Regions from separate parts of the Sus scrofa genome. Here region 1 is linked to region 2. A link is a contact called in public HiChIP or PLAC-seq data. All regions are on one chromosome and are shown on one strand. Each heading gives the region's core, a stretch centred on a gene start, on an enhancer-like site or on the middle of the called end of the contact. The rest is flanking DNA. Distances are from core to core; before and after follow the strand shown. Region 1 holds the start of USMG5 (up-regulated during skeletal muscle growth protein 5). Region 2 holds the start of BORCS7 (BLOC-1 related complex subunit 7).

Region 1 (5,186 bases), core at 820-3,319, 500 kb before region 2:
TTCATTCTCCATAAGGACATTAGAGAGTGTTCAGTGAGTCTTAACAAAAAGCATACCACTTACATCAAATAAGTTGTCCTGTTCAACCGACTGCTGTAAAGTTTTTTCTGACTTGCGAATCTTTCTTGTCCCCCCTCGGGGGAAGCTTTCTTCCATGGTTGCCATGTTTGGCTCTCCTAAAAACAATGCAAATAGTTGGTGAGATGTAGCTTTGGTGTCAAGACTATGATCAATGGGCAAGAGATAAAGCTTTCTAGCCCCAATGTGCTAGAGAGCATTCAGGACAGCATTTAAGAAATGGATGGTTTGATGCCAGGCAACAGGCAATCCATAATTCATCTTTCCAAAAATCTTTGCTTCAAAAGCACAAGTCCACACATTTTCCTCTAGTAAAAAGTGCTATATTGGAGTTACTGTCATGGCACAGCAGTTAATGAACCCAACTAGTATTGATGAGGATACAGGTTCGATCCCTGGCCTTGCTCAGTAGGTTAAGGATCCGGTGTTGCCGTGAGCTGTGATGTAGATTGCAGACGTAGCTCGGATCCCATATTGCAGTGGCTGTGGCACAGACCAGCAGCTATAGCTCCGATTTGACCCCTAGCCTGGGAACCTCCATATGCCATGGGTGCGGCTCTAAAAAGCAAAAAAAAAAAGCTATAGATTCAATGTAGTAAATATCACTAAGCTTAATTCACAGATACACAAACAAATATATATATAAGCCCCTACCTTCAAAGCATATGCACACTTTTTCGTCTTTTTTTTTTTTGGCTGCACCTGTGGTATGTGGAAGTTCCCAGGCCAGGCACTGAACCCACGCTACAGCATTGACAAGGTGGGCCCTTAACCCAATAAGATACAAGGGAACTCTGAACAGACACACTTTTAAGAACAATTATGCAAATAATTTAAAATACAAATCAATTTATAAACTATCAACAAAGAAGCAGGAAATAATGAGGCTTTGGTAAAAGAGGAAAACAAAAGAAGCTTTTGGGCTATGTGTTAAAAGATAAATAGAATCTTGATAGGTGGAAAGGGAAAAGCAGAAGGAATGTGAGGAAAAGCATGGGAAAAGAAAAAGCAAATTATTTTGATAAGCATCAGCATCATGTCTGTCAAACTGTTGTTCAAAGGCTTGCTCTTGCCTTCCTTTGGAGAAAAGTTCAACTAGACCATAAAGTGATAAAAAGCATAATAAGTGGAGTTAAATTCTAAAAGACAGCTTGGGCTTTCTGTTTCAGAGCTCTCATTAGACGTGAATAGATTAACATTTACTTTGGCAAGTCTGAGCCTTAAGTAAAGGAAAAGATAAAACAGTAACCAAAAAAAAAAAAAAAAAAAAAGACTGCAGGCTATAGACTGGACTGGAGGAGAGAGGACTGAAGGAAGGTAATCTGGTAGAAGGCTTCAATTGCAGCACAACAGAAATCATGAGAACCAGAACTAGGTATAAACGAGAACGGAAGATTAGTGGGGTTGGTTCTGAAAGACACTTGGAAATAGGAATCTAGAAAGGCTTGAGACTGTGAAAGAGGCGAGGACCTAAAATGAACCTAGGAGTTGGAATCAGGAACGGATAGATATGTTTCGAAAAAATAAGAAAGTGCCGTGGGGTCAAGATTCCTGGGAGTTTGACCCTTAATCTCATTTCAGACCAGGGGAAACTGAAGTTTCAAAAGAGTAAAGCAGCAATCCAGCGGCAAAGAAGAGAATTAAGCTACCTTCAGGGGACAGATCCTAAAGTTACAGGAGCAAGTCAAGCAAAGCCGGCTTCTAAGCGGGTGCATGGTAGGGACCTGGAGGACTTAGTTCTGGAACAGACCTGGAAGCCACGACGTTTCCTCCCTTGTCGCCTTTACCCACACTCACCAAGCCAGGGACGCCAGCACTTCTACTTCGGAGGCCGCGCCACTGTGATCACACACGCGGAGACCCGCACGCCAGCAGCCCAACTCCGCCCTGCCGGAAGCGAGGGCGGGCTCTGCGCCCCACTTCCGTTACTACACTATGGAGTCCTACAGAGCGAGGGAGGAGATTTGAATACCGGAAGCGGAAGGGCGGGCCTCGAGCCGCAGCCAATCGACGTAGAGGGCCGAGTCGGTAAGGCCCGTTGAACGCGTGCGGGGGAGGAGGTTTCTTCCGGCCGGAGCGAGGGGGCAACTGGATACGTTGAAGGACACAGGCTGCGGAGTTTGTGCATTTTCGAAGGTGGGTGTGGAGGGGAGACCGGGCTCTGACCTCGCGCCTCCACTTTATGGGGCCAGCCTAGAATAGGACTGTTTTCTGGTCCAGGAACACCGCGAGGTCTTTGCTTTGGAGGGGCGAGACGGGGGGGTGAATGAAAAGGAATTGGAGAAAATGATGGCCGCGAGGGGTCGGATAGTGGCTAGGAAGCCTCAGTGAGAGGTAAAGGCCCTTAAAATGCATTTTCCGGTAAAGAAAAAAGGTCCGCAGCGAAGGGAGTCCGCCAAGGTCACCGAGTGACGTAATTTTGGATGAGAACTTCTGGCCGAATTAATCTCCTTTCCCATGTATGCGTATAGTAGTTTGTTTTCACTGAGCTGTGTTTAGGAAGTTGGCCAGCCAGGCGTTCTTTAGTTGTGGTGCAGCCTTTGTCAAACAGGAGTGAGCGTAGGCGGGCCCCTGCAGTTCGCCAGACCCGCTGGTTAGATGCAGCCTGTGTTCAATCAGCGGGAAGACCTTTCCTAGAAGGTAGCCAGAAGAGGACTGTAAACTCCTTGCAGTGCAAGAAGCTGCTTCTGGTACCTGAGCAGCTTTCACTCGTCTCTGCCTCGTAATCTCACTCATCATTCTAGGTAAACGTCCAGTCAGACAGAAAAAAACAGTATCGGGAAAACAAAGTAGCGAGGGCATTTGGTCGCTTTGGGCCTTTTCTGAAGTGCCCACTTATCGGTGAAGAGAGGAATGGAAAGATTGATTATATTTAATAGTAGTTTGCCGCTCAATTAGAAACAAAAGTGAAGACCCCATCGCTTAGACTTTGCCATAGGCTACCATTTAACAATGGTACGGTTATTTTTAGTCTTAGGTAATTTTCTTCATTACTATCTGTCTAAGCTGAAGTATGACTCAAAAGGAAAGCAAGTTTCAGTTCAGTTACTCCACGAAGGACACTCTAACACAAGGATTCCTGATCTTTGCCCCAAAGTAACCTGCGATTTGCTGAGGATGCAGACCCAGGTGTTTCCAGGCTTTGTTCCAGTTATTTATCAGCAGCATCCCACTTCCCCCTCCAACTCAGCATTTCAAGAGTCTTCCTCTAAGACCTAGACTAAATTGTGATTCCTATACTATACCTTTTCCTACCGTCGGAATTAGCCCTGTGTAGAATATTGCAAACATCAGTCTTCCTTTTATATTGTGTAGAGAGAAATTAAAATTTTTGTTACATAAGGTAGTGGTGATTATAGTTAATAATTGGACAAAGTTAAGCCCTTGCCTTCTGTCGGGTTTCTTCTAGAAACCTAGTGGATATTATAAGAATCCACAAATCTATCCTGAAGATGAGCGGGAAAGCATATCTTTATTTTAATAAGTTTACTGAAGGTAAATCAATACAAAAGCTACATCATAAAGGTTTCTTTAAATGGAGATTTCCCTACTTGGATTGGACTGGCCAAAGCCCCTGAGGTGGCCCAAGGAAGCTTAGAATCCTTCACTGCTCCAAGAACTTTCTTGAAATAGTGTTCAGAATTAAGGTCCCTTGTCCAGATTTTTATTGCCACTTCTATGCAGGTGAATGCCTCTGAAGGCCTTTGAATGGTGAACCTGAGCGTGCCATTTTCCATAGCAACAACTTCCTCACAGGTCTCCCACTTCCATTTCTTCAAGAGCCAGCCAAGTCACTGTCACTGCCTACCAATCTCGACCGGACCTCGACCGGCTCGTCTATGTTGCCAATCGACTCGGCGTGGCGTCGGTCGTGGTAGATAGGCGGTCATACAGACGAATTTTCCAGTGTTCTGGTGACCTTTGAATGTGCCTTTTTTTATTTTTTATTATAATAAAAGAAATACACACCTTTGTAAAATACGTAGGTTCTGTAGATGTAACCCCTCTTAAAAATTTGCTATATACTCTTCCAGAGTTTTTTCCTATTTAATTACGAATGAGCATTTATTTGGGTTTCTGTTTGCTGCAGTGTTTTTCAAACTTTAATATGCATCAGAATCACCTAGAGGGCATATTAACACTGACTGCTGGGCCTCAGCATTTATCTGATAAGGCCCAAAATGCTGTGTTTCTAACAAGTTTCCTTTGAGGTTGTCAGTCTAGGGACCAGACTTTGAAAACCATTAACATGCTCTATAATATAATGTCCAGAAATAGGATGTTTTTAATATTTAACTTTACATGGGAACATCTTTCCATGTCTGTATATAGAGATCTCCATGCATTCTATCTTCCTTTAATGGAAACCATTACTTATCAGTATCCTGTAGGTGAACTTTTAGTTCATCCAGTTTTTTATTTTCATAAAGTGTATTTCAGTTACCATCCTTGAACCATATAACATGTTTCCACTGTGTAATTTTGTTTGTTTTTTGTCTTTTTAGGGCCGTACCCGTGACATAGGGAGGTTCCCAGGCTAGTGGGCCAGTCAGAGCTGTAGCTGCTGGCCTTCGCCACAGCACTCCAGATACTTAACCCACTGAGCAAGGCCAGGGATCAGACCTGCGTCCTCATGAATACTGGTCAGATTCTTTTCTTCTGAGCCACAATGGGAACTTCTGGTAATACTTCTATAAGGATAAATTCCTGGAGAAAAAATAAACCAGCTTAGATAAAAGGGTATACTAATTTTAGAATTTGATAGATATTGCAGAATTGCACATTAGTAAGGTTGTACCACTTTACACTCCCTCCAGGCCACAGAAAGAACGCTTATTTTCCCACATTCTCAATACCACTGCCTGTTATCATAAATTTGTCTTTGCAGTCTGATGGTTAAATATTGGTCTCACTTTACATTTCTTTGACTAATCATGATGTTGATTATCTTTCTGTGTTCCACCTTTTTGCTTTTGGCCACCTTTTCTTTTACTTAAGATGATTAAAATATTTGCCCATGTTTTCTTCCGGATATTTTGGTTTCACTATTTGTATTTAAATCTTTCGATCTGTTTTAAAAGGAGTAGGATTTCAGCTCCGCTGCCCCC
Region 2 (5,239 bases), core at 1,771-4,270:
AATCCCTAGGCCAGGAACTTCCATATGCCCCAAGTGTGGCCATAAAAAGAAAAAAAAAATTATAAAGACTTAATGAATTAAACTCAGAAGACACAGCAGTGTCTAGCACATCATAGATGCTCAATAAATCTGTTTATTATGATGAATGTGGAAGTTCAACACACACTTGTATTAACTGTGAACACCATCTATTTTTAAACATATATATATATTTAATACCTTGTTTCTCTCCAAAAAAGACGCAAGGCAGGAGTTCCCGTCGTGGCGCAGTGGTTAACGAATCCGACTAGGAACCATGAGGTTGCGGGTTCGGTCCCTGCCCTTGCTCAGTGGGTTAACGATCCGGCGTTGCCGTGAGCTGTGGTGTAGGTTGCAGACTTGGCTCGGATCCAGCGTTGCTGTGGCTCTGGCGTAGGCCGGTGGCTGCAGCTCCGATTGGACCCCTAGCCTGGGAACCTCCATATGCCGCGGGAGCGGCCCAAGAAATAGCAAAAAGACAAAAAAAAAAAAAAAAGAAAAGAAAAAAGAAAAGATGCAAGGCAATTTATTCCAAACTACTTTGTGTATGTGTACATGTGTACACAAACTGTTTAAAAAAAAAAAACAGAAATAGAATCTAAAAATCATGAAAAGGAGAAGGCAGCAGATAAGTCTACCACTAACATAGAAAATTTCTGACATAGAAAATTTCTGCGCAACCAAGGCAAAAAGTGTGAAATACAATAAGTTGTGTAATTCTTATTTGGTAAAAGGCAACACAACAATTCTTCAAAAGAGATAATGTGTTCTCTGATGTTGAATCCTAAAATGAGTATACCACATGGGACCTCATAAAAAGCATATTTGGGATCACCAGATCAGTGACTTCAACAAGAGTGTTATGGCAAATGCAAACACTTTCTTCATACAGTTGTTTCTTGCAACCACTATAAATAAAAGCTAAGGACATAACGAAAGCTAATTTTGTAAAGATAACTCTCTTGGTGTTAGGGAACCATTGACCAAAACTGCCCACCTTGGCCAAGCAGACAATAGCATGACTTGTCTCATAGCAGGAGGCCCTGATAAAGCAGGTGGTGCTGCCCTGAAGGCTAACTGGAAGGATACGGAGGGGCCAACAGCAGGAAGGAGACAAACAACTTCCCAGGATCCTTGGTGCTGGGATCCACCTTGACTGAAAGGTACACGCATCACCAAGAAGGACCCTGGGCCAGACCACTTACAAGCCAAGCAAGATGACTGGCCAGAGACAACCCAGAAACTAACCTCATTCCCATAAACCCAGAGACTACGAGCTACATGGCAAAGCAGTTCTCCTGGGTTCCCTTACCCTGCCGCCCTCCACCCGGGTGCCCCTTCCCAATAAAGTCTCTTGCTTTGTCAGCACGTGTGTCTCCTACGACCATTCATTTCTGAGTGTTAGAGACAAGAGCCCATTCTCAGGCCCTGGAAGGGGTACCCCTTCCTGCAACATTAGGACCCTACACTAATATGAATAAAGCTGCCTTGAACATTCATATACATATCTGAAGACTTGTGGACATATTATGCTTGAAAATGCAACTACATAGAAACTAATAAAATAAGAGTTAGGAAAAAAAAGAATTGGTCCATGAAGCTGCAGGTTCAATCCCTGGCATTGCTCAGTGGGTTAAGGACCCGGCATTGCCATGAGCTGTGGTGTAGGTTGCAGACCCGGCTTGCATCCTGCATTGCCGTGGCTGTGGTGTAGGCCGGCAGCTGCAGCTCCGATTCAACCCGTAGTCTGGGAACCTCCATATGCCACGGGTGCGGCCCTAAAATGACACACAAAAAAATACGTGTTGAAAATGAATAGCTAAGATACACTGCTACTGAGTTAACTACCAGCAAGACAATGGCATACAGGAGAAAGCCACAGAAATCCAAAGACTCCATTCTCAGAGTGTTTTACAAATGTATTCAAGATGTTTTCCACTTTAATGAAACCAAACCTGGACATCTTAGATGATATATTACGTGCATGGTTGATTTAAATAAGAAAGCAATGGACCTGTTTTCTTTTTTCCTGGGTACAAACTTAGAAGTTGAATGGCTGAGTCATTAGACCCATTTCATTTGTTCAATCATCTGTCATTTGGGCATCTGGACTGTTTCCAGTTTGGTGCTATTATGGATAAATACCCTATGTATCTGTACAAGTCTCTGTGTGGACATAAATTTTCATTTCCCTTGGGTGAATGTTTCAGAGAACAGTGATTGATTTTTTTTTTTTTTTTTTTTTTTTGGAGAAAAACTGCACATATATAAAGCTTGCTGGTGTGAAAGGCCATCAAATAATTCCATTCCTGGAACCAGCCAAAGAATAATGGGGGGAAAATCAGGAAGAAGGAGAAAGCTAATTTAAGAAACAGAAAACCAAGAACGTAGCCAGAAAGATAAGTCAGAAAGGGAGAAATCAGTGGACAGATGACGCAGAAAAATGTAGAAGTAATATGGGACGTTGAGAGCAAAACCATGCAGAATTTAGGGGCCAAATGGGACGGATCCTCACTAGAGACAACCCTGAGGAACAAATAAGGAACTCGTTAGGCCCACTATCTCACATATCATCTAAGGCAATCTCTGCTTTAAAGCACAGATTCCCATCACTTCGTTTCTTACCCACCTCACGCTCCCTGCTTGTCCTACCTGGAGAGACTACACACCCCAGAATGCAACACTCGCTCTCCGCGAAGCGCTCTCCTTCACCAGCTCACAGACTACAGTTCCCAGGATGCAGAGCGACCCCCCCTCCCCCCGCCGCCCGCCCGGTTTTGGAAGGCAGGAGAGCCTCGGGGATATTAGGCCCGGAGAATCTACTTCTAGCTCACCTCAGAGCTCCGGGAGCCCTTCAGCACCTGCTTGGTGAGCGCAATCACGTCAGTACCACAGGTGTTCACCTTCTCTGTGAGAAGCCCCTTCACGGACTGACCAAATCGTGCTTGCGAATCTGGGGTCCCAGTCGCCATCACTTCAAATAGTGAGCACCTCCTCACGGGCGATGGCAAGTCGCTGGGGCCAAAAGAGGCGCAAAGCGGAAGGCAAGGAGACGTCGTTAGGGAGGGACGCATGCGCCTAGCGGAGGTTGCGCTTTGCAAATTTTAAATTCATTTAAAATACTCAGTTGATATCCTGAAGAAGACAGGGCCCACGCAGACATCGATTGAGGGGATGGAGGACAACTTCAGTAAACCCATGGTTTAAAATCAGAAGGTCTGGGTTACAGTCCCAATTCTGCTGTTTAGTTGTGTGACTGGAAATGTTTCAACCTCTGCAACTTGTGTGCCTCATCTGTAAAATAGAAGTGATAACGTTAAAGTCTCTGAAGGTTATGAGAATGAATTAAGATCATTCAGTTCCATTTTTAACAGACATTTCATGAAGGAAATACCAAACACTGTGCTGGGCTGAGGATAGACAAAGAAATGAGATGCATGCAGTCTTTGTCTCCAATGAACTCCCTGGTGAGGAAGCATATAAACAAACAGAAGAAAACCAGGAAGAACAACCCAGTAGAAAAATTGGCAAAGTTCACAAACAGGCAATTAAAAAAATAAATAAGATAGCCAATAGGTATGAAAAATGCTTAACATCTCTAGTAATTTTTATTTTTATTTTGGCCATGCCCATGGTGGCAGAAATTCCCCAGGCCAGGGGCGCCATAGCAGTGACAATGCCAGATCCTTAACCTGCTAAGGCACCAGGGAACTCCTCTGGTAATTTTTAATGATAAATGACCTCTTTGTTCTATTAAAAGCAAACTGATTATCCCCTTGAAAAGAATTAATATCCGAAGTGTTTTGTGCTAGCTCTATTTCTTTTTTTCTTTTTAAACTAGTGCACAAGGGAGATGAGAATAATAAATTGGTAAAATTTGTTTAAAATCACCTATGCTCATTATCAACATTACTTTTTCTTCCAAGTGTCTAGATTCATGTCTCTGATTCTTTCATTTAATTCTTGTTCCTAATCTTTACTTATTTTTTTTTCTTTTTGTGGCCTCATCCATGGCATATGGAAGTTCCTGGGCTAGTGGTGGAATCAGAGCTGCAGCTGCCAGCCTACGCCACAGCCACAGCAGTGCCAGTTCCGAGTCACAACTGTGACATACACTGCAGCTTGCAGCAACACTGGATTCCTAACCCACTGAGTGAGGCCAGGGATTGAACCTGCATTCTCATGGACACTAGTCAGGTTCTTAACCCACTGAGCCACAACGGGAACTCCCTAATTAACTTTTATTGAGGTGTAATTTATGTTCAGTTAACTACATTCTTTTAAGTATCTAATTTGGGGAGTTCCCATCGTGGTGCAGTGGTTAACGAATCCGATGAGGAACCATGAAGTTGCAGGTTCAATCCCTGGCCTTGCTCAGTGGGTTAAGGATCCGGTGTTGCCGTGAGCTGTGGTGTAGGTTGCAGACACGGCTAGGATCTGGCGTTGTTGTGGCTCTGGTGTAGGCCGGCAGCAACAGCTCCGATTAGACCCTTAGCCTGGGAACCTCCATATGCCGCAGTAATGGCCCTGGAAAAGGCAAAAAGACCAAAAAAAAGTATATAATTTGGTGAGTGTGACAGATGCACACACCTGTGAATCACCTCCCCTATTAAGATACAGAATATTTTCATCACCCCCACAGGTTTTCAAGTCCCCCTTTGTAGTCTATCTGTCCCGCACTCCAGGAAACAACTGATCTCTTTCTACTAGTATAGATTATTTTTTTTCCTAGAATTTTATATAAATGGAATCATATAGAGAGTACCTTTTTTTGGTCTGGATTCTTTCTCTCAGCATAACAATTTTGAGAGGCATTCACTTGGTGTGTGTATCACTAGTCTGTTCCTTTTTATTGCTAAGAAATATTCCACTGTGTGGCTATATCTCCTTTTGTTTATGCACTCACCTGTTGATGGACATTTGGGTTGTTTCCATTTGGGGGGCAGGGGGTTGTTATGAATAAACCTGCTCTGAACATTCACATAAGTCTTTATGTGGGTTGTTTTCATTTGTCTTTGGGTAACATCTAGGAGTGGAATGGCTGCCGCATATGGTAAGTGTTTAGCATTTCAAGAAACTGCCAAAGCATTTCCCAGAGCTTTTGCCATTTTGCATTCCCCAGAGCAGTGTAGGCGACTCCAGTTGCTGCAAACCCATAAACTTAGGAAGAGATTGATTGATCTAGAGCCATGGTAACAAGTAGCCACATGTGGCAAATAGA

Evidence for each region. HiChIP or PLAC-seq counts read pairs in DNA pulled down with a chosen protein or histone mark.
Region 1: a contact with region 2 is called in an H3K27ac HiChIP or PLAC-seq map of skeletal muscle, with 4 times the contacts expected there. The contact joins the promoter of USMG5 here to the promoter of BORCS7 in region 2. A contact is called at or near these places in 1 of 5 promoter capture datasets (fetal skeletal muscle) and 1 of 2 datasets of contacts at active chromatin or transcription factors (skeletal muscle).

What each region holds. Positions count from the first base shown.
Region 1 is chr14:114,324,400-114,329,585 of Sscrofa11.1, reverse strand. USMG5 (up-regulated during skeletal muscle growth protein 5) reads left to right here and starts at 2,069. Exons shown (of 4, transcript XM_021073491.1): 1 at 2,069-2,214. PDCD11 (protein RRP5 homolog) reads right to left here and starts at 2,003. Exons shown (of 38, transcript XR_002338761.1): 1 at 1,876-2,003; 2 at 64-176. MIR1307 (microRNA 1307) reads left to right here and starts at 3,883; the gene lies at 3,883-3,962.
Region 2 is chr14:113,829,415-113,834,653 of Sscrofa11.1, reverse strand. BORCS7 (BLOC-1 related complex subunit 7) reads right to left here and starts at 3,020. Exons shown (of 5, transcript NM_001244615.1): 1 at 2,853-3,020. The coding sequence starts at 2,990.